Linked DNA regions of Danio rerio: region 2 is linked to region 1. The links are chromatin contacts, called in public Hi-C maps. All regions are on one chromosome and are shown on one strand. The core of a region is the stretch at or near the end of the contact, and the rest is flanking DNA. Distances in the headings are between cores, read along the strand shown.

Region 1 (4,663 bases), core at 655-3,154:
AAACGCAGCACGTTTCTTCAATTCTTTGTATTGTAACAAAATGCAGCACGTTTCTTCAGTTGTTTGTGTTGTAACAAAATGCAGCGTGTTTCTTCCATTGTTTGTGCTGTGACCAAACGCAGCGTGCTTCTTCAGTTTTTGTGTTGTGACAAAACGCAGCAGGTTTCTTTAGTTGTTTGTGTTGTAACAAAATTCAGCATGTTTCTTCAATTGTTTGTGTTGTAACAAAATGCAGCACGTTTCTTCAGTTGTTTGTGTTGTGAGAATTTGCAACACGCGTGTTGTCAAACTGATGAAGATCGTTTCTTAATTTGCTGGTGTTTTTGTAATTGCAAGTGTTTTCTTAAATTGCAGCGTGTTAATCTCTCTTGGCCTCTGTACCAAATAGAATAACCATGCTGAATTTAATAAACAGCATGAAAAAAGTAAGTAATCTAAAAGTAATCCAAAAGCAGTCAGAATACATTACCTAAAGTTAATTATCTAGATTCCATTACTGACTACGTCTGACTAAAAATGTCTGCACTCCACAGCATTATAAAAAGTCATGTTACTATATTATAAATATATTATAAGTGACTATAATACATTATAATAATCAATTAATTATAAACTTGATAAAAAAGCAAAAATAATTATGCTATTTATATATTGTATTATTATTTATTCAATGCAATATTTCAATGCATTATTATATTATATTATATTATATTATATTATATTATATTATAGCCATTTTTTCATTTACATCTAAAAAGAAGAATCCGATTACCCAGATAAAGTTTATGTCAGGAATACTTTGTTAATAATCACACTAAATAAAAAAGCTGTATTAAATTGACATGTCGAAGGCAAAATCTCTACAATTTTCGAGAAAACTTCCCATCCTCCAAGTGTCTTAAAAAGCACTGAGAGAAATACAGGTCAGATTATGCAACAAGAGATTTATCACAATTAATACAGTCGTCCATGTCGTGAGAACTTAATCTGCATTTGGGAATCTGCTCAGACAGACATATGGCATACATGAGTTTAATAAAAAAAAAATAATTACAACTATGCATGTAGGCTACTATAAAAGTGGTGGGTGTGTATGTAAAGTTTCTCCCCATGTAAGTTTGCTGAATGGAAATGATTTCTGCAGGGGCCTCCAAAATGGCATGTTATTCTAGCACAATCCCCGGTGACTCCCACAAATGTTGTGTCTGTGAGGAACTGGCAAATTATATCTGGGTGTTTCTAATTCAGTTTAAACCAAACTGTGACATTCAGCGAGTGTAAAGCCTGTGGATATCGGATTCCTCAGTGAGTAAAAACACACCCTGCCAATCTCACACACCACAGTACAGCACAGTACAGTACATGCTGACTACATGACTGCTGCTTCTGCTGCTGATCCTGAAACGAGAATCAATGCAGTTTCATCTGAACAGTCAACAATCCTGGCTAATGGTTAAACTAACGTTAGCGACCACTACCAAAAAAAAAGTACATGACAGCTTCTGCAATATAACTTCTGAACAAAACCTGGGGTACCTTTAGAACACCAATTTATATCGTTTGCAAGAAATGAGTTAACTTATAATAATAAAATGAAACTAAAAGTTGAAACACCTCAATACACACTCTGATGAGCGTTTAGATGTGGAATCAAACCAACCGCTATGCGATATCTAACTTAACGTTAGATGTCAACTGGAATGTAAAAGGATTGTAAATAGCACCTTACCGTTGTTGATTCGCGTCACATATTCCCGTGTTTTGTCGCTGTGTTGATGCTGGAGCGTTGTAAACTCCAATAATGTGAGATGTGGTGGAGAAAGTTTGAGTGTTGAGCTGCTGATAGTTGTGTTTGTTATACCGGAGGTTTCAGTGCACGGCGCTGCTCAGCACTGTGAGCTCTTAAAGGGACAGTGTTCAGCCGACAGTTAACTGATCGCCGCGCTCTTAAGAGCCACAAAACCACAACAAATTACAGTGGTTTAAAATGTTACTCTTCTTCCATTCAACAAAGTACATAGTAAAATACTGTTTTTGCACTTGGTGTGTGCATGTGTCGGACTGCCTGTGTCATCTGCTTGTTTTACCTGTGCAAAAAAGTTTGTAGTTTTGATTGATGAAAAAGAAATGTGTTTAATATTGCCATAATTATCAATACATTTGTTTAGGAGAGCAAAGATGTTTAGCTTTACTTTCATATTGTTCCAGTTATTTTTTTATATATTTTCTTGTTTTTAACATTTGAGAGGATGCGTGCATTTAGGAGTATGCGCAGGACTTCCGGTGCCACCACATGGTTATTTACCTGTACAAAAACAGTATACATTGTGCTGCTTTATTTTAATGGTAAAGTCTAGTTGGGATACAGCTGCGGATACTCACATCAATATAGCATCATTTTTGTGACACTGTACAACAGTTAATGCAATACTGTGATGGTTTTGCATTCGCAATTTAATGAACAATAAAACCAATATTAATAGCCTACTGGGTATAATCACTGTGATGGTTGCGTTTAGGGTTAGGGTAGGGGTAGACGTCAATAAAATGCAATTTAATGGATAATATAGCAAATATTAAGAATAATACAGGGTATAATTACTGTTTTTGCATTATTGTGGTGGTTGGGTTCAGGGTTGGGGTAGGGGTAGATGCTATTCATTCATTTTCTTTTCGGCTTAGTCCCTTTATTATTCAGGGGTCGCCACAGCGGAATGAACCGCCAACTTATCCACCATATGTTTTACGCAGCAGATGTCCTTCCAGCAGCAGCCCAACACTGGGAAACCCCCATACACTCTTGCATTCACACACACACACACACACTATGGACAATTTTATTCAATTCATGTATTGCATGTGTTTGGACTGTGGGAGAACCCGGAGTTCCCAGAGGAAACCCTCACGAACACGGGAGAACATGTAAACTCCACACAGAAATGCCAACTGACCCAGCAAGGGCTTGAACCAGCGACCTTCTTGCTGTGAGTCGGTCGTGCTAGGCACTGTTCCACTATGACACCTCGGTAGATGTTAACTTTCAGTTTTTGTATTCCTTCTAGCTATAATTAATTTATTGTTATTTATTATCTATTATTCATATTTATTACCAAACAGGCTTTATTCCAATTTTTTTTTTTTTGACTACCTTATAGCTAGAGCTGCTTGAACATTAAATGTGAGTTATTCAATGTGTTGTAAAAAAAAAGTGGCTATTGAATCATGAATCAGTCTTGTCTTGCACATTCACTGCAAATAGACTAAGTTGCAAAATATGCTGGATTGCAGTTCAGTCTGTAAAAACACTGAAAGCATTTTCCTGTTCCCTTAGGAATTTTATTATTGGCTTTTAGAACGGCCGTTTCCGTTTTTGAGTGAAATTAGGTTTGTGGTTACCATTAGGCCTACTTCAAGTCACTTTTCATGTAATTTTCATGTCCTTTCGTGACTGCTCAATCCAGCAAAATTAGCAACACAGTCCCAACTTGGTTTAACTGGATTTATTACTGATAAAATTTCTTCCAAATGTGTGTATATATATATATATATATATATATATATATATATATATATATATATATATATATATATATATATATTTATATTTATAGAGAGAGAGAGAGAGAGAGAGAGAGAGAGAGAGAGAGAGAGAGAGAGAGAGTATTTAGCTTTTTTCAGAATTTGAAAATTGGGAAAATAACAGATGTCTTCATGTTTTTGTGAATAAAACAGGATTATTATGGATTAAAATATGGATTTGTTCATTCTTCTTAACTTGAAACACTGGTTTTTGTTCATCTAAAAGTGAACTTTAACTTTCATATTAAATTACAATAAATATACTAGATTTAATGATAACAATAATTATTATTACAGCCCTCAGCATATACAAGTACACCCCTCACATCTATCTTTATAATTCATAGTTTTTAATAGCAAGCTACAATATTATATTTGTGCATGTACATTAGATTAGTCAGTACTGAATCTTACCTAACAAAATACCCTACGATAACAGTACAAAAACGAGTACACCCAAATGTATATGTTATGGAACAATCTTAAATACAAATTTTAAAAAAGAGGAAAAATCAAGAAAAGCAAAACAATTGAAACATATAGTTGCATTTCTGTAGTTTTTTGTGTGCAATATTTAGTTTGAAATGAATTTGTATTATCTTTCAATTCCTAAATATATTTGGTGACTAAAATATAAATGTATTAAATATATATGTTTAATAAACCTATTTTGTTTAAATGCACCAAAATACATTGCCTATATTCACTGAGAAATTGATACAAAATATTCAAAATTGGGTGTTCTCAATTATGCTGTGCACTGTACAGTATATAGCCTACTAGATTTTATTATTTTATGCAAACAAAATAAAAAATAAAAATGTTTAAATGACTAGACCTTAATTTTGAATTAGTAGGAAATGTTATCATAAAATCAAAAATATTTAGAAGATATTTGAGGTGGTAGCTGTATATATGGGTGTGTGTGTGTGCATTTGTATGTGCCTGCAGTATAAATCTTACTGTCATACATAAGTGACGTCATTAGGGTTGACAATAGAGTGGGTTTTTAGGTTGAGAGCTGCAGATGAAGTGAAGACATTAGGCTTAATGTGAGAGAAAGCCGGAGGGTTCACTTCTGAAG
Region 2 (4,663 bases), core at 665-3,164, 140 kb before region 1:
TACATTAAGAACACTTCACGTAGGCTACCTGCTTATTTTCTTATTATTTGTTTTAGGTTTTGTATTGCAACTTTTAAATTACTTTTAGATTACGTTTGAGCTAACTTTTGTCTCCAAATTGTAATGCGTGACTTGAAAAAATAATATAATAATAATAATAATAATATAATATAAGATAATATAGTACATTATATTGTTTTGAAATGGCTATTCATTGCAGTGAAAAAAAAACATCTCAGAAGTTCCCTACATCTTTATGAGTTCATATTAGGTTGTCTGAAATTATGCATCCAGTCCACTTGTGCTTCACTTGATGCCAGCGAAAGCACAAACGTGTCTCAGAAGCGGGGTGTTTTTTGTTCACGCTGGGACTATTTGAATAAGAATAATGCTATTGGAGTGTCGCAGGCCGAGAAAAATGAGTGACAAAAGCTCAGAGGCGCAGAATTTGGACGGGGGACAAGCCGTATAGAGCTGAAAAGAAGAGAGAGGAGAGGCGCACAATGGAACAATTCACCTTATAATCGCTTTGATATATCATACATGCCTGAAGACTCTAAACATTGTGTAATTATTTATAAATGACTGTGCCCCTATCGCCATAATACCGCACGGAGAAAAGCGCCGCAGGTCTCTCGCCAAACTATTTCTAAATAGTGCCCCCTTCATTTTTTTCCAAAGAGGGGCGAGTTGCTTGCAATTGAATAAATTGAATAATTAATGAACAATTGTACGGCTGTCTCATAAAGATGTCTTTAAATAAAACTTAAGCCACTGGGCTCATTGGAGCAAGTTTGATTGAACTGCATCTTTCACCCTGTCTGTTATAACTCAAAATGCTGCTGCAGACACCGTGAAATAAAGTAAAATATCACTTCTGTAAACGCGTCATTTTGATGTGGACGTGAAATATAGGTTATGTATGGTAAAAAGGCAATGTACCAGAAAAAAACGTTTAATGTGAAGGCTAACGGTCTAAAATGTGCATTGAAAATGCAAAACTTTGAAAGTGTTTTATTTTCCGTTAACCAACGCATATATGCTACTATTGGAGGTTTGGAGAAAGGATGGATTATTTGTGCAGTAATGTAGGCTACCGCGTTGTTGTTGTTGTTGTTGTTGTTTTAGCCTAACCATTATTCTGCTCTTATTTTATGTAGTTTTGTTTTGCCAAATTATTGCGAGCTTCAAATTAAAACATAGATCTGATGCATATATGCATTTTAGCCTATATGAAAAACGTGTGAGGTCTTGCAGAATCACTTTTGTGAAGTAACATGCATTTAGTAAAATACTTTTTTTTTTACATTTTGCAAAATAGCTTGAGATCAAAGTAGCCCGCAAACTTTATATATATATATATATATATATATATATATATATATATATATATATATATATATATATATATATATATATATATATCATAGAAAAATATTTATAACATATATAACATTTAGAATTCTGCAACAAACCAAAACAATTTGGCCTTAAATAATATTTGACAGATATGATGTGATATAACAAAATACATTAGAAAAATGTGCAAAATGTGTCTTGCAGCCTCAGGCCACTTTTGCTGAAGTCCATTCTTTTCGATTTCCTCTTGAGATTTAAGTTAAAGTGGGCTTGTTGCATGCAGGACAGACAGCAACAGCTCCGCTCGCGTGGCCGGACAGTTCTCCTGCTCTCTGATTGGCCAGCGGTGATTACAGGCACGCTTCAGAGGGCGAACAAACAACAGGCATAAATTATGCTAATGAGATGGTCGTGCGGCACGGGGCAGACCTGATGCAAACCATTCATTCATCCTTCACAAAAATGCCAAAGCGAGGGGGGTATGTCCATTGTCCCATCAGGGTATATAAGGTAGGTGAGGCCAGTCGTGTGCCAAGCTCACAAGCTCACACGAGCTGATTGAGGGTTAAGAGCAAGACAGACGCGTGCCATTATCTTCAACACAAACTATCTGCAGGATTCTGCAAAACCTCAAGCATCTCCCAGCCCACCAATAAGGTGCGTATTGCGTCACGCAGATAACTTGAAAGGACTTTGCACGACTGATGTTGTTTTTTGTTTCTTTTCTGGCGTATTCCTAACCTGATTTTGTAAATTTCTCCAGGTTATCAACAATGGAGATCGTATACTCCGATATGGAAACCTCAAGCTGTGACTACTCCTTTTCGCACACGGATGATGAGGACTCGCGCAGCAGCCTCCACCCCGCGTCCCCCGCGTCCTCCTGCGGAAAACCACCTGCGTCTCCAGCCGGGCTCCAGCAGAAGAAAAGGCGCAGGGGGCGCGCGAGGAACGAAACCACTGTGCACGTCGTGAAGAAGAACCGCAGGCTGAAGGCCAACGACCGCGAGAGGAACAGGATGCACAACCTTAACGACGCATTGGATGCTTTGAGAAGCGTCCTGCCTGCGTTTCCTGACGACACAAAGCTGACCAAAATTGAGACTCTGCGCTTCGCTCACAACTACATCTGGGCACTTTCGGAGACCATCCGGATCGCAGACCAGAAGCAGGGCAAGTCAAGAGACGGTCCGCTGCTGCTCCCCGGACTAAGCTGCATGGCAGATGCACCCAGCCCCGGCAGTGACTCTTGCTCCTGGCCGTCGGGGGCATCCTCGTCGTCTTCATCACCGTCTTACTGCAACTCAGACCCGGGCAGCCCCGCAGCCATGGACGATTTTGGATACTTGCAAACCGACGTAGTGTACAGCTACCGCAACTTCGTGCCTAGCATCTATTAATGTGACTTTAAGCGTTCTCATGTCGGTATAGAATCTCCAGAAGTATGTAGTAGTGTAAGACCACTGTTACTTTTCTATTAGAACCAAGAGCACAACGTTAGGTATTCACTGTTTGCCTTAATGACAGTCTGCAAATGAGAATGTTTTATTTTTGTACGTTTTGATATTGATGTTGATGTTGATGCTTTTTTCCAATACCTTTGCACTTTTTGCATTCCTTGGAGCGTGACCAGAACCCCGTTAGAGAAAATTATAATTTAAAAAGCAAGGCAGATTGGCCTTTGCTGTCCAAGGTGAAAAGTCAATATTACAATTTGTAGAGCGATAAAGCTGAAAAACGAGCGTGAAAAATCAGTTTCAACGCTGTGACAATAGACTGAAAGGACAAGACAAAGATCTGGCCTTATGCATTATGTATTTTGACCCGAAGAAACCCTCATCTGTCCAACTGATCCGTACAGTTAACCAGCTCTCATGACGGCTTTCCCACCACTTTTCTTTTTTTTATTTATTCAACCTGTTGCTTCTTTATGCTATTGTATTTTTATTGTATATAAAGAGATTTATTCTATTATGTATTTACCTCAGAATATAAATCTGGTGCAAACATGTTTGTACGAATAAATATACGTTTTCTACTAAATATCTGTGCATGCTTGTGTGCTTCATAATCTGAATCTAATATAAATTACTATGCATAAACAACTCTGCCATGATAATGGGCATCATTGTAATGAGCCCAGCCATTGAAGCGTCACTCTGGGTCACAGCGCATGAAATAACGGTTATGCAGCAGGTGCATGAGGATGCAGATCGGAGATAGCCGAGCGTCATCTAATCTGTCAGACAAACTGCTCGTCCACATTTAATACACGATTGCACTCAATCATGTAAAACCCTTAGGATGAATTTTAATACTATACTTTTTGCATGCACGGCGCGTTTTGGTGGCTATTTTACAACCCGTTTGCATTCGATTAAATTATATACAATACACTAACAAAAAAGTGCTGACTAGCAACTGACACCACAAGGAACTATTTTAACCTGATTTGAACCATAGCCATTAACCTAAATTAGTCTTGCTGAATTGGCGTGTTTGGCTGATGTTAAACAATAATTAAACAAATTAACCTTTTTTCAGTGCACCAACTTTTAATTAATGCATTTATAAAAAAAAGACGAGAGGACAATTAAGCTTAATAAGGCTCAGGCCACGTGATAGGAAAGATAATAGGAGGATAATCTAAAGCATCAAAACTGGCCTCAAACTGTAGTCAAAATTAATAAACATCATTAACATGACACCTGGCTAACCCATAATAGCCTAGTTTTACTCATGACTTAATCATGCTTATTAGATAACGTTAACAAAGGTTAACGAATAATCTTGCATAGCTTAGGCCTACATTTTATTCATTAACCAATGTTTATTAACGGACTATATTTAAAGTGTTACCGATTTAATAATACAAATAATAGGCTAAATTATATGATAGGTTAAACGTTTTTTTTTTCACGTAGGCTTAAAATATAACTATTTCGCGGTTAAACTTTCTCACTGAAAAAGTTAAACAATATAATTGACATAAAATACGATAGCCTATATTTTCCCATACAAGTAAATGGTAAGGTAACAGCAAATTAACCAATTTTAATCTTTAATCGTTTTTTACTTTATTTTTCTTATCACAACGCGCAAAATGTAATTATACCCAGACCATTCTCCATTAAATTTTTGATACAATTAATATGCAAAAATTTTAAATGAGTCTAAAAATTATTAAAAATTAAAAAAAAAAAATCAAGCTGCAGACTAGGCGTCATCATCATCATCATCATTATCATTATTATTATTATTATTATTACTCTAGGCGCGCTGTGTGTGGATAAGTTGATTCTGA

Evidence for each region. A called contact is a pair of places that touch in the nucleus more often than the background predicts.
Region 2: a contact with region 1 is called in a Hi-C map of hematopoietic stem cells, with 2.0 times the contacts expected there. The contact joins the promoter of neurog1 here to the promoter of arap3 in region 1. A contact is called at or near these places in 1 of 18 Hi-C or Micro-C datasets (hematopoietic stem cells) and 1 of 4 datasets of contacts at active chromatin or transcription factors (embryo).

Annotation. Positions count from the first base shown.
Region 1 is chr14:30,840,466-30,845,128 of GRCz12tu, reverse strand. arap3 (ArfGAP with RhoGAP domain, ankyrin repeat and PH domain 3) reads right to left here and starts at 1,904. Exons shown (of 34, transcript XM_682220.9): 1 at 1,730-1,904.
Region 2 is chr14:30,978,451-30,983,113 of GRCz12tu, reverse strand. neurog1 (neurogenin 1) reads left to right here and starts at 1,914. Exons shown (of 2, transcript NM_131041.1): 1 at 1,914-2,016; 2 at 2,123-3,402. The coding sequence starts at 2,133. The coding sequence ends at 2,759. It also overlaps a transcript of polr2g not described here.